Regions from separate parts of the Mus musculus genome. Here all the other regions are linked to region 1. A link is a contact called in public HiCAR-type and promoter capture Hi-C data. All regions are on one chromosome and are shown on one strand. Each heading gives the region's core, a stretch centred on a gene start, on an enhancer-like site or on the middle of the called end of the contact. The rest is flanking DNA. Distances are from core to core; before and after follow the strand shown. Region 1 holds the start of Hsp90aa1 (heat shock protein 90, alpha (cytosolic), class A member 1). Region 2 holds the start of Atp5mpl (ATP synthase membrane subunit 6.8PL). Region 3 holds the start of Xrcc3 (X-ray repair complementing defective repair in Chinese hamster cells 3). Region 4 holds the start of Dlk1 (delta like non-canonical Notch ligand 1). Region 5 holds the start of Klc1 (kinesin light chain 1).

Region 1 (2,700 bases), core at 189-2,688:
ACTCTTCAACTCTCCAAGTTAACCCTCTCAAGCACTTACTGAAGTTAACCAGACACCCCCTACAATTGAATACATTCCTTTTGGCCTATGCCTACCTGTGTCAGTCCTCACTGTGAAGGATCCCCCAGCTGAGGACTCCCAGGCATACTGCTCATCGTCGTTATGCTTCGTGATGACAGTCACTTTCTCAGCAACCAAATAGGCAGAGTAAAAACCAACACCAAACTGGCCAATCATAGAGATATCTGCACCAGCCTGCAAAGCCTCCATGAAGGCTTTGGTGCCCGACTTGGCAATGGTGCCAAGGTTATTGATCAAGTCGGCCTTGGTCATTCCAATCCCGGTATCCACAATGGTCAGGGTTCGGTCCTGTTTGCTGGGAATGAGATTGATGTGCAGCTCCTTCCCCGAGTCCAGTTTACTGGGGTCCGTCAGGCTCTCGTAACGGATTTTATCCAGAGCCTATTAAGAAAAGATTAAAAATGAAAAAACCGTCAAGCGCAAACCCCAAGGTGAAATTTTCAGGGAAAGCAACGTCCAATCCTCCAAGTGGTATACTCACGTCCGATGAATTGGAGATGAGCTCCCTCAGAAAGATCTCTTTGTTCGAGTAGAAGGTATTGATGATCAAGGACATTAACTGGGCAATTTCTGCCTGAAAGGCAAAGGTCTCGACCTCCTCCTCCTCCATTGGTTGGTCTTGGGTCTGGGTTTCCTCAGGCATCTGGAACACAGAGGACGACTCTAAAGCCTCACAGAATGGCTGCAGGCGTGCTAACGACCGCCCCTCCTCTATAGAGGTCTCTTACCGACTCTATTTTGGACTAAGAAAGGGACGAAATAGAAAAGGGCGACGGGGCGGGGGGTGGATGACAAAGGGATGACCTCATTTCAGAATGCGGTAATTACGAAGCGCATGTGCGCGCCTCCGGGAGGACGTTCGGACCCGGGCGGCTCCACGCACGCCGTTCCTAACGGCCACCCTCCCCCAACCCGCCGCTATGGCGCCTCCCTCGCCCGCCCGCGCCTCGGCGGCACCGGCGACAGCCCAACCCTCGCTTCGCTCGCCCCGCGCCCGCCTCGCCGCCGCCACCGCTCCTCCTCGGCGGCCATTGCCGCATCCCCGGCCTGGGGCGTAGATATGAGGCCCGCCTGGGGCCTAGGGTCGGAAGCCATGGCCGCCCACCTCCGCGGGCTGAGGGAACTCGGATGGTGGCCCCGCTGCCGCCGCGGCGCCAGCAACCTACGGCCCTGCTCCCCAAGCCCCCGCTAAGTCCGCCTGCGCCATCACTCACCGTGGCTGAATGAACACGCACGAGACGTGACGCTCCGCACCAGGACACTGAAGCAACTGGCGCGCCGCCCCCTGCGCCGGCCTTATATAGAGGCGGGCCCGCCCAGCGCGCGGCGCTTCTTTCCAGAAGCCTCCGGAACCTTCCGGAAGAACCCTCCCCAACCGTCGCCTCGGCCGCGCGCCCGCGCCTGCGCAATGGACGGGCCCCGCCCCTCCACCTGGAGCGCGCCGAACCCGCGCGGAGAACGAACGCAAGCCCCTCCTCCACAGCCAGGTGCTCTGCACATGCGCAGTCCGGAACGCTCGGCGGGCCGGGCGCCTTCCCGGGCCGCACGCGCGCGCGCGGACGGGCCGGCCAGCGCATGCGCCTGAAGCCTCCATGTGAGCCCTGTGGTCTAAGGCTTCTTTTCCCCGGCGCTCTGTAAAAGGGACGTCCCCATGGGAACGCGCGCGTGTTGTGTGAACCTCGCGGTCCTCTGCGGCGCTTTAGGTCCTTGCAGGCAAAAGGTCCCCCTTCGGGCTCCCTTTGGGAACGCGGACCCCGCAGGAGGCGAGTCCCGCCCCCCCCCTGGCTTCCACCTTGATGGGTGGGGCGCCTCCCGGACTGGGGTTCTGGTTGCGTAGTCTGAATTTCAGGGCTGACCCCGCTGGAGTGTGTTCTGAAGCCTTACAGTGGGCTTACTGAGAGACCTTACACGGTGGGTCTTACAAATCCGTCCAGAGTGCTTGGGGATTTCTCTTTGACCAAAAGCTATGACCCTCAAATTGGGCGTTGTGAGGGATTTTGTATCAAATTTGTGCTACCTTAATTTACTGTAATTTTGGGGCTGGAAAGATGGCTCTTCCAGTAAAGGTGCTTGGGTTTGATATCTGCCACCCAGAGCGTGGGAAAAAAAGCTAGCCTTCAGCGCTGTGTCTCCCACGTGCCCATACACACACACACTCGCACAGTGTGAAAATAAGTGTAAAGGACTAGAGAGATGGCTGGGAGCAGTTAGTGGTGCCAAACACGCACGTTAAGGCAGCTCACAACCACCAGTTACTACAGTTCTTGGAAATAAACTATCCTCTCTGGCCTCCACGGGCACCAGGAACACACATGGTGCACAGGCACACGCAGTCAAAAAATGGTCATATAAAACACTCTATCCTGATTTTTGAAGCACCTTCATATGGTGTACATACGAAGTTACTTTGGGCGATTAACGTGACCCAAAAGATAGTTTCCTTGTTTGTTTATCTTTAATATAGGCTTCGGTTTCACTCCCCATACCTTTCCTTTGGGTTACTCCCACCCTGTATTTCCTATTTCCGCATCTTTTCCTGCTGACAAAACGATTACTAAGATTAGAAAGAAAAGGGCTGGAGAGATAGCTCAGTGGTTAAAAGCATGGACTGGTCTTCCA
Region 2 (2,700 bases), core at 144-2,643, 1.3 Mb after region 1:
TTCCAGGATGGTCAGGGCACAGAGAAAACTTGTCTTGACCTCCCACACCCTGAAAAAGAATGTGGTGTCACAGGAGGGTCTGGAAGGAAAAGGTAAACAGAGGATGTGGAGGGACTTCAGTGGTCTTGGTGTTCTCCTCAGCATCGAGGCATCCTGGCACTGTGTCCTTATTCTAAACTGCCATGAGTCCCGACACAGTGAAGGCCTGCTATCCAGTACATTTACACCCCACCCCCACCCCTTTGTCTCTTGCTCCTGGACTTCCATTTTGGTCAGTTTGGTTGTATTTGACTACACAAGTGACATGTTCCCTGTACTCAGTGTGGCCTCTACTCTTCCCACCTAAGTTTCTCTGGCTAACCATATTTCCCAGTTGTTAGTTTTACAATACCAGATTCAATAAAAGATCATCCTACTCGAAGGTCAAATGGCTGTCTACTGAGACTGCCTATGCCTGCAGAGTTTGTGAAAGTGACAGTAACAGCAAGCTATTACCTGGCAGCACACTGTAAAGAGGGGAACATGTCTGAGGTTTATAATGTGGTTTCATACATTTTCAAACATCGGCCTTGCCAAAACCTAACTTGGAAGAAACCTGTGGAATAATGGAAAGAAGGCACTGGCTTTGAAGTGATGTTTCTTGGCACGGATTTTTAGCTGCATCCCTCCCTGAGTAACTTGAGTAGGTAACAAGATGCTCACAGTTGATGGTGGCATGCCCCTTTGCCAGAGCCTATAGTTACACAGGTTCATCCAAGTGTCAGCACAAGGACACAGTCCATGCTGAGTGGACCTCCACTAGAATCTAGCTCCTGGACAACTTCTGTGAGGATGATACTAGGGCCCCTGGCCCTCCAAGTCTTGAGGAGTAATCCCTCTTTCGCATAGAAATTGATGTCTGAGCAAAGTCTTATCTGTCCAAGGGACTGACAACCACCCCTCCCCTCATACAATCAGGAAGACTAACTCCAGAAACACCTTCGCAGTGTGGAGGACTGAACGCCGTGCACATCCCTGCCCTCGGCGTGATGGAGTCCCGGACACTCTTGGGGGACTCTTGGGGATCTGGAGGACTGACCCCGGACACCCCCGCAGTCTGGATGACTCAGCCGGGCACTCTCTCCGTCACAGTCGCGGGGAACCCGGTGGACCCTCCCTGTAGTAGGCGGCGCAGGGGCTGACCCAAGGTCAGCGTGTATCGCAGAGTCCTTCGCCCGCGATCTACCTGGGCCCCACCGCACCCGGTCCCGGACCCTCCTTAGTCCCCCGGGTTGGGAACACAGCAAAAAGCCCAGGTTCCGCTCTTACCTCCGCGGGACCAAGACCACAGGCAACACCAAATTCTGCTACAGAATGGGAAAGGTCACAGAGCACGCAGGCGCCGCGCAGGGCCTGCTGGGAAAGCGGAAGGAGCGGAGACACCAGACGCCGGCTGCCCGGCCTTCCGCGCCTGCGCACCACAGCGCCCCCAGTGGTCGCCCGGGTGTTACAAGCTTCGGAAGGGATTAGTCCAAACCAGGAGGAGCTGGGAGAAGCCTACTGTGTTTCTAGGTGTCATAAAACTGACCAGATTTCCCAGGGTTTGTGGGTTTCCAGGAACAGAGGACTTTCAGTGCTGAAACCAGGACAGTAGATAATCCGGACAAATTGTCCTTAAGTAAATAAGTAAATAAAGCCCCTTTTACATGGTTTATGGCTTTAATCCTAGCCCTCAGGAGGCAGAAGCAGCAGGATAAATGTGACTTTCAGGCCAGCCTGAAAACCTAAACCAAAATTCGCGTGTGTTGGTGCATACCTTTAGTCCCAGCACTCAGGAGGCAGAGGCAGGAAGATCGCTGAGAGTTCAAGCCTAGTCTATTTTTTTTAGTGAGTTCCAGGACAGCCAGAGCTACACAGTGAGAACCTGTCTAAAAAAAAAGAAAAAACAAAAACAAAAACAACCAATCAGACCAAAGGCCAGACATAGTGGCTCGGGTCTTTCATCCCAGCGTTTAAGGGGCAGAGGCACAGGGTGGAGGGTGGAGCGTGGGGCTGTGGGTCTATTGAGTTTGATAGCCTGGGCTACTTAGTGAGACTCTCACACTCCCTCCTCCTCCCCTCTCCCCTCCAACAAACAATAAGAGCAAAGGAAATAAAGCAACAGTGACAAGGGGAAACCCTCTTTACTTGAATTTTTTTTTTTTTTGAGATAGGTCTTTCTGTAACTTGTTATGTAGCCCAGGCTGGCCTCACACTCAGGGATTTGCCTGCCTCTGCCTCCTGTCTTCTTGGATTAAAGGCCTGCACCACTATGCCAGGCTTTTGGCATTTCTTGCCATTTCCCCCTGTATTGCTACAAAAATTTTTGCTCTAATATTTGATTAAGCAGCCATGCTGTGCATAGTAATTATCATTAAAATTGTTGTAAAGCGTTGCAGAGACTTCTGCAGGAACGCTAGGGACTGGACCTAAGGTTTTATGTTTTAAATAAGCATGCTAGCTGGGTGTGTCGTGATATAATCCTAGCACTTGGACAGTAGAGGAAGATGATTAGGGTTTTAAGAGCATCCTGAAACCCTGGTTTGGTTTTTAGAAAACAAAACCAAAACAAATGAACAAAAATTGTTATTGCTTTTTTTTTTAGTTTTTTTTTAAGTTTTTTTTTTTATGTGTATGAGTGTTTTGCTCACATCTATGTCTGTGTACCAAGTATGTGCCTGT
Region 3 (2,700 bases), core at 54-2,553, 1.1 Mb after region 1:
ATGGTGGGAGAAATTGAACCTGGTCAGAGAACAACAGAAGAGGCAGCTCCACCGTACCAGAAAGCACAGAGAAAGTCTCCCGAAAGGGGCCCGGAGGGGACAGCACCAGGCCAGTGTGAGGAAAGGCGTGTCCTACAGTACACTGCAATGGGTTCAAATGACAGTGCCAAGAGGCACTAAGGATGGGGTGGAGTGGCTCAGGAGCCAAGTTTGAGGAGGCCGAGGACGTGAGATCTGGTGCTGGGCAGGTTTGGTGGGCTGCCAGTAATCCCAGGGCTCAGAAGGCAGAGACAAGTTCCTCAGAGCAGGCCGACAGGCTGAATCTGTGGACTTTGGGTTCGTAGGGCAAGTGATGGAGGAATATATGTCAGACATCTGCCTTCCACACACGCACACACATCAGTACGGATGCAAACGGACATACACGTATGTACATACAACACACACACATACACCACACCACACAGGGCAGGAGGGAAGGGAGAACATGCTTTCAGACACAAAGCTCTGGCACCAGAACTCAAAGGTCCCCCAAGCCATCGCTACAGCGTCCAGTGGTGAACCAGAGCAATCACAGGGCTTGGTGGAGACTGGACAGAGGACATAGTCAGGGGCGGGTTCTATCTGTGCACCCGCAAATGCCAAGGCCTTGAGGCAGCTAACCTTGCTTTACAAAGTGCCACTGAGCAACTTCTACTTCAACACTGAGAACCTGTGTCTCAGACAAAAGCACAGAGCTCCATGCTCCACTTGGCCGCCTGCCTTCCGGAGAAGTAGGGTTACACCAGCTCATCCCTCCAACTGGGCTAGAGTGTGTCCAATTGTGTCAGAGAGAGAGCAAAGCTCCTGGGTAGCTGATTTGGCCAATTACCCAAAGAAGCTAGAGGGTGAGGCGCGCGCGGTGGCTCACACCTGTATCAGTGCGAGGAAGGCTGAGGCAGGACTGCTGAATCCAAGGCCAGCCTAGGCTACACGCACAATGTGACTCGTCCTTACGAACACCACAAGAAAAACAAAAGTCACAGATCAAATCTGCAGCGAGTGGTCACGCTGTGGCTGGCCTGGGACTCTAGTGCGGAAAGCAGGTCCCGCGCTCAGTTCGATTCCTTCAAACCCCGCTACGGGCTTGAAGGGGTGCCCCGCTGGGGAAGCTCGTTCTTGAGTCCCGACCTGGGGCGCTCGAAACCCACAGTGTCCTCTGTCCTCTCCCGCCACCCCATGTTCGGCCACTCGCGATCAGCTAACTCACCTCCCGGATCAGCGACCCCGCAAGTCTCCCGCGCGCTCCGCCCGCTCCTGAAGCCCCGCCCATCTCAATCTTCTCTTCCAATGAGAGGCCAGAGTCCGAGTCTGCTCCACCCAGAAGAAACGAAGAGGCGCCTACGTGGCTGACTAATTGGCCAATCCGAAGTCACACTCTCCCTAGAGGGGCGAGGGTGCCCCTCCGGTCTTCACCGCCGATTGGTGGCCAGCCGTAGGGGCGGGATCCTTGCACGGATTGGAGAAGGGCGACTCTGGGGCGGATACTACTCTCCGATTGGTTCATATTACGAGCTCTGGCTGCGGATTGGGCTTCGGAGCTGTCATCGTGTCTGCGGGCGGGGCGGGGTGGCGCCTTGTGTGGGCTCAGCGCGGGCGGTGGCGTGAGGGGCTCAGGCGGAGACATGTCCTCGGGGGTGGCCGCGCGTCGCGACGCCAAGAAGCTTGTGCGCTCGCCAAGTGGCCTGCGCATGGTGCCGGAGCACCGCGCCTTCGGAAGCCCTTTCGGCTTGGAGGAGCCGCAGTGGGTTCCGGACAAGGAGGTGCGTCCTAGCCCCCGGGTCCCCAACCCGAGCCGGGGCGTCTCCCGCCTCCGTCCTAGGGACGCTCGGCCGCGGCTCCCCTCCGGGCGTTCCCGCTGTCCCTTCTGCGCTGTGGGGCGTTTTCCATTCCTTGGCGGTCATTGGCTGCGCGGTGCGGAGCCCCGGGGAGGCCCGAGGGGGAGCGGTGGAGCGGCTCACCCGTGAGCCGTGCGCGAGTTTGGGGCTGGAGTGTGTCCGTGGGGCGAGGGTGAGGGAGTCCGCCTCCACCTGCCCACGGAGGAACGGTGCCAAAGGGTTTGCAATCTTCGAAGTTCTAAACTCTGCAAAGCTTGGCCACTTGGGAGAAAATAGGAGCAATTCACGCATTCCATGCGATTTTATTTCAAAGCAAATTAAATATCTTTAAAAGACACCAACGAAAGTACTGGCGACTTTGATAAACTTTGAAACAACTTTTCTTCATTTATTCATGTGTGTATGTGCCTTTGTCCCCAATGTCACAGCGCTGGTGTGTAGATCAGAGGATAATTTGTAGAAGAGAGTTTTCTTAAACCATCTGGGTCCCAGGGACGGAATTCAGGTCTCAGGTGTGGCGGCACGTGCCTTTACTTGGTGAGCTATCTTAATGGCTCGTGTAAATTCATCCATGTTTCTGTTTCTCTCCCTCCTTCCCTTTCTCCCTCTCCTTCCCTTCCTCCCCTCTCCCCCTCCCACCTCCCCGTCCTTGGCCTAGCACTCATAAGATCTGCCTTCAGAGTGCTAGGCATGCACTACCACACGCCTCTACCACACACTGTTGCTATGTTGTCCTCGAACTCCTCCTCCCTCAGCCTCTTGAGTTAAAGATGTGCTTCACCACACCTGGCCTCCTCCCAAATTTTTTAAGTTAGAGTCCCTG
Region 4 (2,700 bases), core at 3-2,502, 1.2 Mb before region 1:
TCAGAATGGGGCATGGGGGGCGTCTCAGCTGAGTAAAAGGCACTGAGCCCTTGCTGGGGGGTCTTGCAGGAAAAAGGAATTGCCCCAGGGACACTGGCAGAATCAATACCCACACACACACACACACACACACACACACACACACACTCCCATCCCATCCTCTAAGCCATCCCTGGTTGAAAGCCACTAAGTGAGGGTGTGTGTGTGTGTGTGTGTGTGTGTGTGTGTGCCTGTCTGTCTGTCTGTCTGTCTGTCTGCATTTGACGGTGAACATATTGGTGAACTGTCGACATGTGTCACGGTGAACAAAGATGGATTTGGATTATGTGTGCTTTGGTGTAATTTGTGTGTTTGTTGGGTGATTCCACAAATCTGAGACAGATTTGGGGTCTGGGCATACGTGTTGCTGCGAGGTGTGTACATGTTGGAAAGAATCAGTGCTTTTATGTTTCAGAATGATAAGGCCCAGACTGTGACTGTGGTACCTGCGAGAGGAGGGGGTGGGGGGGGGGGGTGACGCATGATGTCGTCGGTGTTTACCAGTGGTCTCCTGTGTTTACAGGCGGGCTGCGTGGAGGGGCAGCATAGGCAGGAGGACTCTCAGTCTTTTCATAGCTGGCGCTTCCCCTGCTTGGAGCAGATCAGTGTTCCTGCTGCCCTGGTCTGTGACCTGTGCCCCAGGGACAGGCAGTAAGGTTTGCCTGTGCCGAAAGGTGTGTTTGGGTTGGGGGTCCGTGGGGCAAGTGCATCTGCACCTTCCCCAAACTCCACAATGGCAAGGCTCGTCGGAGGGCTTCGGCTTTTCGTGGTGGTTTTCGTGTGTGCATCTGTGATCATGTGCATCTTCCACATCTTCGTGGTGTGCGTTTGGGTCCTCCTGGGCTTCTGACCCGCGCCATGTGTGCGCGGGACTCCAGCCCTAAGTGTCTTACTGTGTCTGTGAGCGTTTTTGTATTCTGAGTGCGTGCAAGGGCTTTCGCCCGCCTGGCTTGGTTCCTGAGACTTGCGCTAAGCGGGCCTGTGTGAGCGCCGCCGCCTCCGCCTCCAGCCGCGTGCTGTCCTGTGTGCGGACCGCGTGCCCATCGTGCGCAGGTACCCGTCTAGCCAAAGAGTGCGGCCGCGTGCTCGAGCCGCTTCCGGGCGCCGCGGCGCTGGGGGGCGGCCCCGCCAGGGGGTGGGTCACCGGGACTGGCCGGCGCCTGCCCCGTGCGCGCGAGGCGTGGGCGTGGGCGGGGGCCGCGGGGGGGGGGACGACAGTACGAAAAGGCGGCGCGCGGGCCGCAGCGGCAGCTCCTCGGCAGCCGCACTTAGCAGCGTGCGCCCCGGTGCAACCCTGGCTTTCTTCCCGCTGGACGCCCGTGCCCCCTTCGTGGTCCGCAACCAGAAGCCCAGCGCAGCCCCCGGAGCAGCCCCTGCACCGCCTCCGCTCCCCGGACCGCGACCCAGGCCGCCCCGAGATGATCGCGACCGGAGCCCTCCTGCGCGTCCTCTTGCTCCTGCTGGCTTTCGGCCACAGCACCTATGGTGAGCCCCCCCTGGCGGTTTGGCTTGCGCCCCCTCTGGGGAAGCCTGCGATGCCCCGCCGACCACCCCACCGACCACCCCATTCTCCCTGTCCCATGCGCCCCAAGTCCCGCCCGTCCCGCCTAACCCTAAGCCCTGCACTGTGCCCGCCTCATCCGCCCTGCACCACTCTTGCTTGTTGAGCCCAATCCCGGGGTCCCAGGGTTTGTGGGAGGTGGAGGGTCCCAGCCCCTTCTAGCCCGGCAGAAGTGGCGTTCAAGAGGGGTGTCGTTGCTCGGATTGAGGAGGTATGAAAAAAAAAAAAAAGAGACTGCGTTGGGAGGTATCCTATTTAAGGAAAAAAAACGTTCTAAGGTGCAACTTTGGGGGTGTCTGTCACGGCTTATGTGCTTAGGAATAGGTCTTGGGGGCTTTGGGGGGGTGACTTTGCAGTCGTAGTCCCTAATTTCCAACAGGAGCACAGCTGGAGCCCCTCTTGCGTGGCGTGTTTCTCTAGGTGAGGGGCTGCGACACTTCTGTCTGCAGAGGCCATCTGTCTTTGGTAGGAGAGAGTTGGCCCCTTCCCGCAGCGACCCCAGCCCTCAATGCGCCAATAGTTGTGAGTGGGGGGTCGGAGGCTGTCTGGGAAGGCCGAAAACTGGTTGAGTAAATGCATACAGTAGGTGTCTATTAAAGTGTCAGACTCCCTTAAGAGCGTCGGAATCTCAGAGGCCCTGCAGAGCTATTGCGCAGTTCTTTTAATGTGACCAGTGTGGGGTAGGAGAAACGTGGGAGGTAGGATTTGGTTGCCTGGTTTAACTAGGGTTAATCTTGGGGTAAAATCTAGCCTTTCACCTGTGGGCTAGGCAGGTGGGCTTGTCTGGGCTTTCCCAGAGACCTCGAAATCTTCCCTTTAGCTCACTTTGCAAATGGGAGGCTAGACAGAATGACCAGGGGTCAAAGGCTACCTCTTCATTGTCCCTCATTCCTACTTTTAGGGGCCTAGGGGCTCTTATTTTCTTTGGGGAGAAAGGTGTCTGCTTTGCACTTGGAGAATCAGGGGTGTGCTGTGCTTAGCCCATGGCTAGGGGCAGGCACAATTGTTTTTCTGGGTAGGTATTCACAGATGAGAAATGCCTACTGTGTGCCAGGTTGGTAGGACCCAAGAGGGTCTTTGGACTCCCTGTTTAGGGTCCC
Region 5 (2,700 bases), core at 77-2,576, 1.1 Mb after region 1:
TGAGAGTGATGTATGTCTGCAGCAGGGTTGATTAGCTTGGTCTTTCCTCCTCCCCAACACAGCAGGGGTGCTCCTGTCTCAAGATTTAATGGAGTGTTCTACGCTGGTTCCGTGGTCCTGTTCTTTCCTGTGTGTGTCAGCACAATTTTCTGACCTTGGAGTTTGGGTCATGTGCCACTCCCTCACCACTCTGCCTGCAATTTTACTGTTTTCAACAAGTCAGATTCTGTTTGAGCTTGTTTTTTCTCATTGGAATGGGAGCTGGCCAGCAGACACCATCTGCCACTTTATGTACCTGGGTCTTCCTGTGAGAACCTTGGGAACTTAGTGGATATCAGTTGAAGGGGCAAAAGAACGAGATGATAAAGCTTGAACAAAGCAATGGCAGGGACAGATGAAACAAAAAAGCCCTTTGCTTGCTGAAGAAGTGTGTGCATATACAGGACTCGGAGGGGCAGTGATTGACCCATGGGAAAGAAATGGGCTCCCGCTTAGCCTACTCTTTTCTTTCCAACACCACCTGGGCAGGGGCCGTCATATGCTTTGTTCAGATGTATGGCAGTGGCTGAAGAGCCGGCGACACCCAACATCCAAGCAGCAGTTTGTGTGCTGGGGCAAGTGAAGCCTGCAGTAAAGACTGAACCCACAGCCTCTCCTTAGGCCAACATGGGCTGCTGCGCTCCCCACGGGAGCTGCCCCTTTATTGGCCAGCCTTTGAATTTTCTAGGAGGTCAAAGTAACTGGATCTGCTTGTTAAGATCAAAAGCACCTGCCTCCCTGATGTTGGTAGGTATAAGTGCAGGGTGGAGGACCGCAGCAGGTTCTGGGCAATACCATCAGAAGAGGGAAGCGTTTCCCAAGGTGGGGAGGCTGTGGGCATTCGCAACCCCTCCCCGTTAGTAATACAACCGCGCCATTCTGGAAACGTCTAAAGGCACCTGGAGGGTTCCCAAGCCGGTGGCAGGCAAGCTCGGCCTTGCCACTGACTCAGCGTCCCCTCCAACCCGCTGCTGAGTCAGGCCTGCAGTTGGGGTGCCAGGCGGCTGTGCGAGGCTCAGGAGCAACCTGAGCTGGCAAGCCTGCCCTTTGGGCCAGGCTGGAGGTCGAGCGAGAGCTGCGGCCAGGAGCGAGCCGCAGAGGGTGGGTCCTGGCCGCCTGGCGATCTTCCCGTCCTCCACGGGTGGAGGCGCGGCGAGGGAAGCCTCCCGGTCTGAGGCCACCACACACAGATTAGAGAGGCTCCTGGAGAGCTCCGGGCTGCGGACCCCAGCCTCAGTTTCCCCTGAGCCCCGCCCGGCGGCGCGAGGGCGGGTGACGTCACGGCGCACAGCATTGTGGGGCGGGCGCGGCGCCGGCGACGCCATTTTCGGCGGCGGAGGGTGGCGCGAGGCTGCGGAGCGCGGGTCAGGGTGAGGATGCTGCGGGGCGGCTGCGGAGGCGCCGCTTGCTGCTGAGGCGGCTGGGCTCTGCGCGGCCTCGGCCTGTGACAGCGCGACGAGCGCGACTCTCCCGATCGGACGGTGAGTGCGCGGCCTGGTCCCCGCCCCGCCCCGGGCTCCGCGCGGCTGGTGCGCAGTGCTCCAGACGCGGCCGCGACCCCTTCCCGCCTGCATCCTCCGGGCTGAGGCTTCTGGACCTTTCCGTCCACCGCCGCATCTGCACCCGGCCCTTCCAGGCTGCGATTTTGCTCCTCCGCCCGAACCCAGTCCCCTCCCTGGCCTTTCCATCCCTGTCTGCACCCTGGGGTTCCCTCTCCTCTCCGCTCCGTCCGCGCCCCTCCGTGCTCCGGTCTCTTGTCACCTCTGCCTGCGCGCCAGTAGTCTGCGGTCCTTGTCCTCTCTCAGCCTGTGCACATCCAGCAGGGGTTTCTGTCCTTTCTCCGCCTGCGCCTTTCTAGGCTCGGGTCTCTTGTCACCTCTCTGCGCTCCTCCAATCTGCGGTCCTTGTCCCTGTCTACCTGCGCCCCTGCTTTGGGTCCCTTCCCTGTCACTGGCTGCGCCCCTCCTGGCTGGGGTCTTTGTCGTCATCTCTCTGCCTGTACATCCAGGCTGAGGCTCTTCTCCCTTCCCTTCCTGTTCTGGTTCGGGTCCTGTCCTATCTCTGCCTGTCCCTCTCTGAGTTGAGGTCCTTGTCCCTTCTTCGTCCGTGACCCTCTAGGTTTGGGGCTCAGCTCTCTCTGCCTGCACTCTAGACTTCTGTTCCTGCCCCTTCTCTTCCACTCCCCTCCTGTGTCCCTCAGGCTTCTGTCCCATCTGTGTTCAGGGCCCCGCCCTGACTCGGGCCTCGGGGCGGGGGCGGCCTTCCAATGGCAGCTGTGGGCTTAAGGGACCCAAAGCCTGTCTGCTGAGGTCCTGAAGAGGTGGTGGTGGTGGTAGTGTGTGTGTTGGGGGTCAGCCGACTGGCTTTGTCTCAGGCCTCCCCGCCCTTCTAGCCCCCACCTCTCCCCGGCACCGCCCTGGGTGGCGTGCTGTCATGCTGTGGTCCATGGCCAGTGGCCAGCCAGTCTCTTTCTTTCAGTGGCCGGGTGTGGAATCTCCCTGTGACCTGAATGTGCCCGGCCTGGAGTGCTTTTCCTTGTTACATGTGGAGCCCCCTTCCCGTAAAAAAAAATTAAGGTGTTAATAAAGTAATATTAATATGTGACCGAGTGGATGGCATTATAATGAAGTTTGCAGGCCGTTTCCAGCTGTGTTGTGTTGG

What was found. Promoter capture Hi-C pulls out the DNA fragments that hold promoters and counts their contacts. HiCAR-type assays count read pairs that join an accessible place to other places.
Region 2: a promoter capture Hi-C map of pre-B cells shows a contact between it and region 1, with 8 times the contacts expected there. The contact joins the promoter of Atp5mpl here to the promoter of Hsp90aa1 in region 1. A contact is called at or near these places in 2 of 39 promoter capture datasets (liver and pre-B cells).
Region 3: a contact with region 1 is called in a promoter capture Hi-C map of pre-B cells, with 6 times the contacts expected there. The contact joins the promoter of Xrcc3 here to the promoter of Hsp90aa1 in region 1. A contact is called at or near these places in 3 of 39 promoter capture datasets (cranial neural crest, liver and pre-B cells).
Region 4: a contact with region 1 is called in a HiCAR-type map of astrocytes, with 2.1 times the contacts expected there. The contact joins the promoter of Dlk1 here to the promoter of Hsp90aa1 in region 1. A contact is called at or near these places in 3 of 39 promoter capture datasets (cranial neural crest, hippocampal neurons and pre-B cells) and 1 of 115 datasets of contacts at active chromatin or transcription factors (astrocytes).
Region 5: a promoter capture Hi-C map of liver shows a contact between it and region 1, with 4 times the contacts expected there. The contact joins the promoter of Klc1 here to the promoter of Hsp90aa1 in region 1. A contact is called at or near these places in 2 of 39 promoter capture datasets (liver and pre-B cells), 1 of 115 datasets of contacts at active chromatin or transcription factors (pancreatic cancer cells) and 1 of 9 other capture datasets (pancreatic islet).

The regions. Positions count from the first base shown.
Region 1 is chr12:110,694,957-110,697,656 of GRCm38.p6, forward strand. It overlaps Hsp90aa1 (heat shock protein 90, alpha (cytosolic), class A member 1), which reads right to left and starts at 1,439. Exons shown (of 11, transcript NM_010480.5): 1 at 1,296-1,439; 2 at 563-724; 3 at 96-462. The coding sequence starts at 724.
Region 2 is chr12:111,965,616-111,968,315 of GRCm38.p6, forward strand. It overlaps Atp5mpl (ATP synthase membrane subunit 6.8PL), which reads right to left and starts at 1,394. Exons shown (of 4, transcript NM_027360.3): 1 at 1,309-1,394.
Region 3 is chr12:111,812,576-111,815,275 of GRCm38.p6, forward strand. It overlaps Xrcc3 (X-ray repair complementing defective repair in Chinese hamster cells 3), which reads right to left and starts at 1,304. Exons shown (of 8, transcript NM_028875.3): 1 at 1,250-1,304. It overlaps Zfyve21 (zinc finger, FYVE domain containing 21), which reads left to right and starts at 1,595. Exons shown (of 7, transcript NM_026752.4): 1 at 1,595-1,802. The coding sequence starts at 1,665.
Region 4 is chr12:109,452,203-109,454,902 of GRCm38.p6, forward strand. Dlk1 (delta like non-canonical Notch ligand 1) reads left to right here and starts at 1,253. Exons shown (of 5, transcript NM_010052.5): 1 at 1,253-1,524. The coding sequence starts at 1,458.
Region 5 is chr12:111,757,523-111,760,222 of GRCm38.p6, forward strand. It overlaps Klc1 (kinesin light chain 1), which reads left to right and starts at 1,327. Exons shown (of 16, transcript NM_001025360.2): 1 at 1,327-1,520.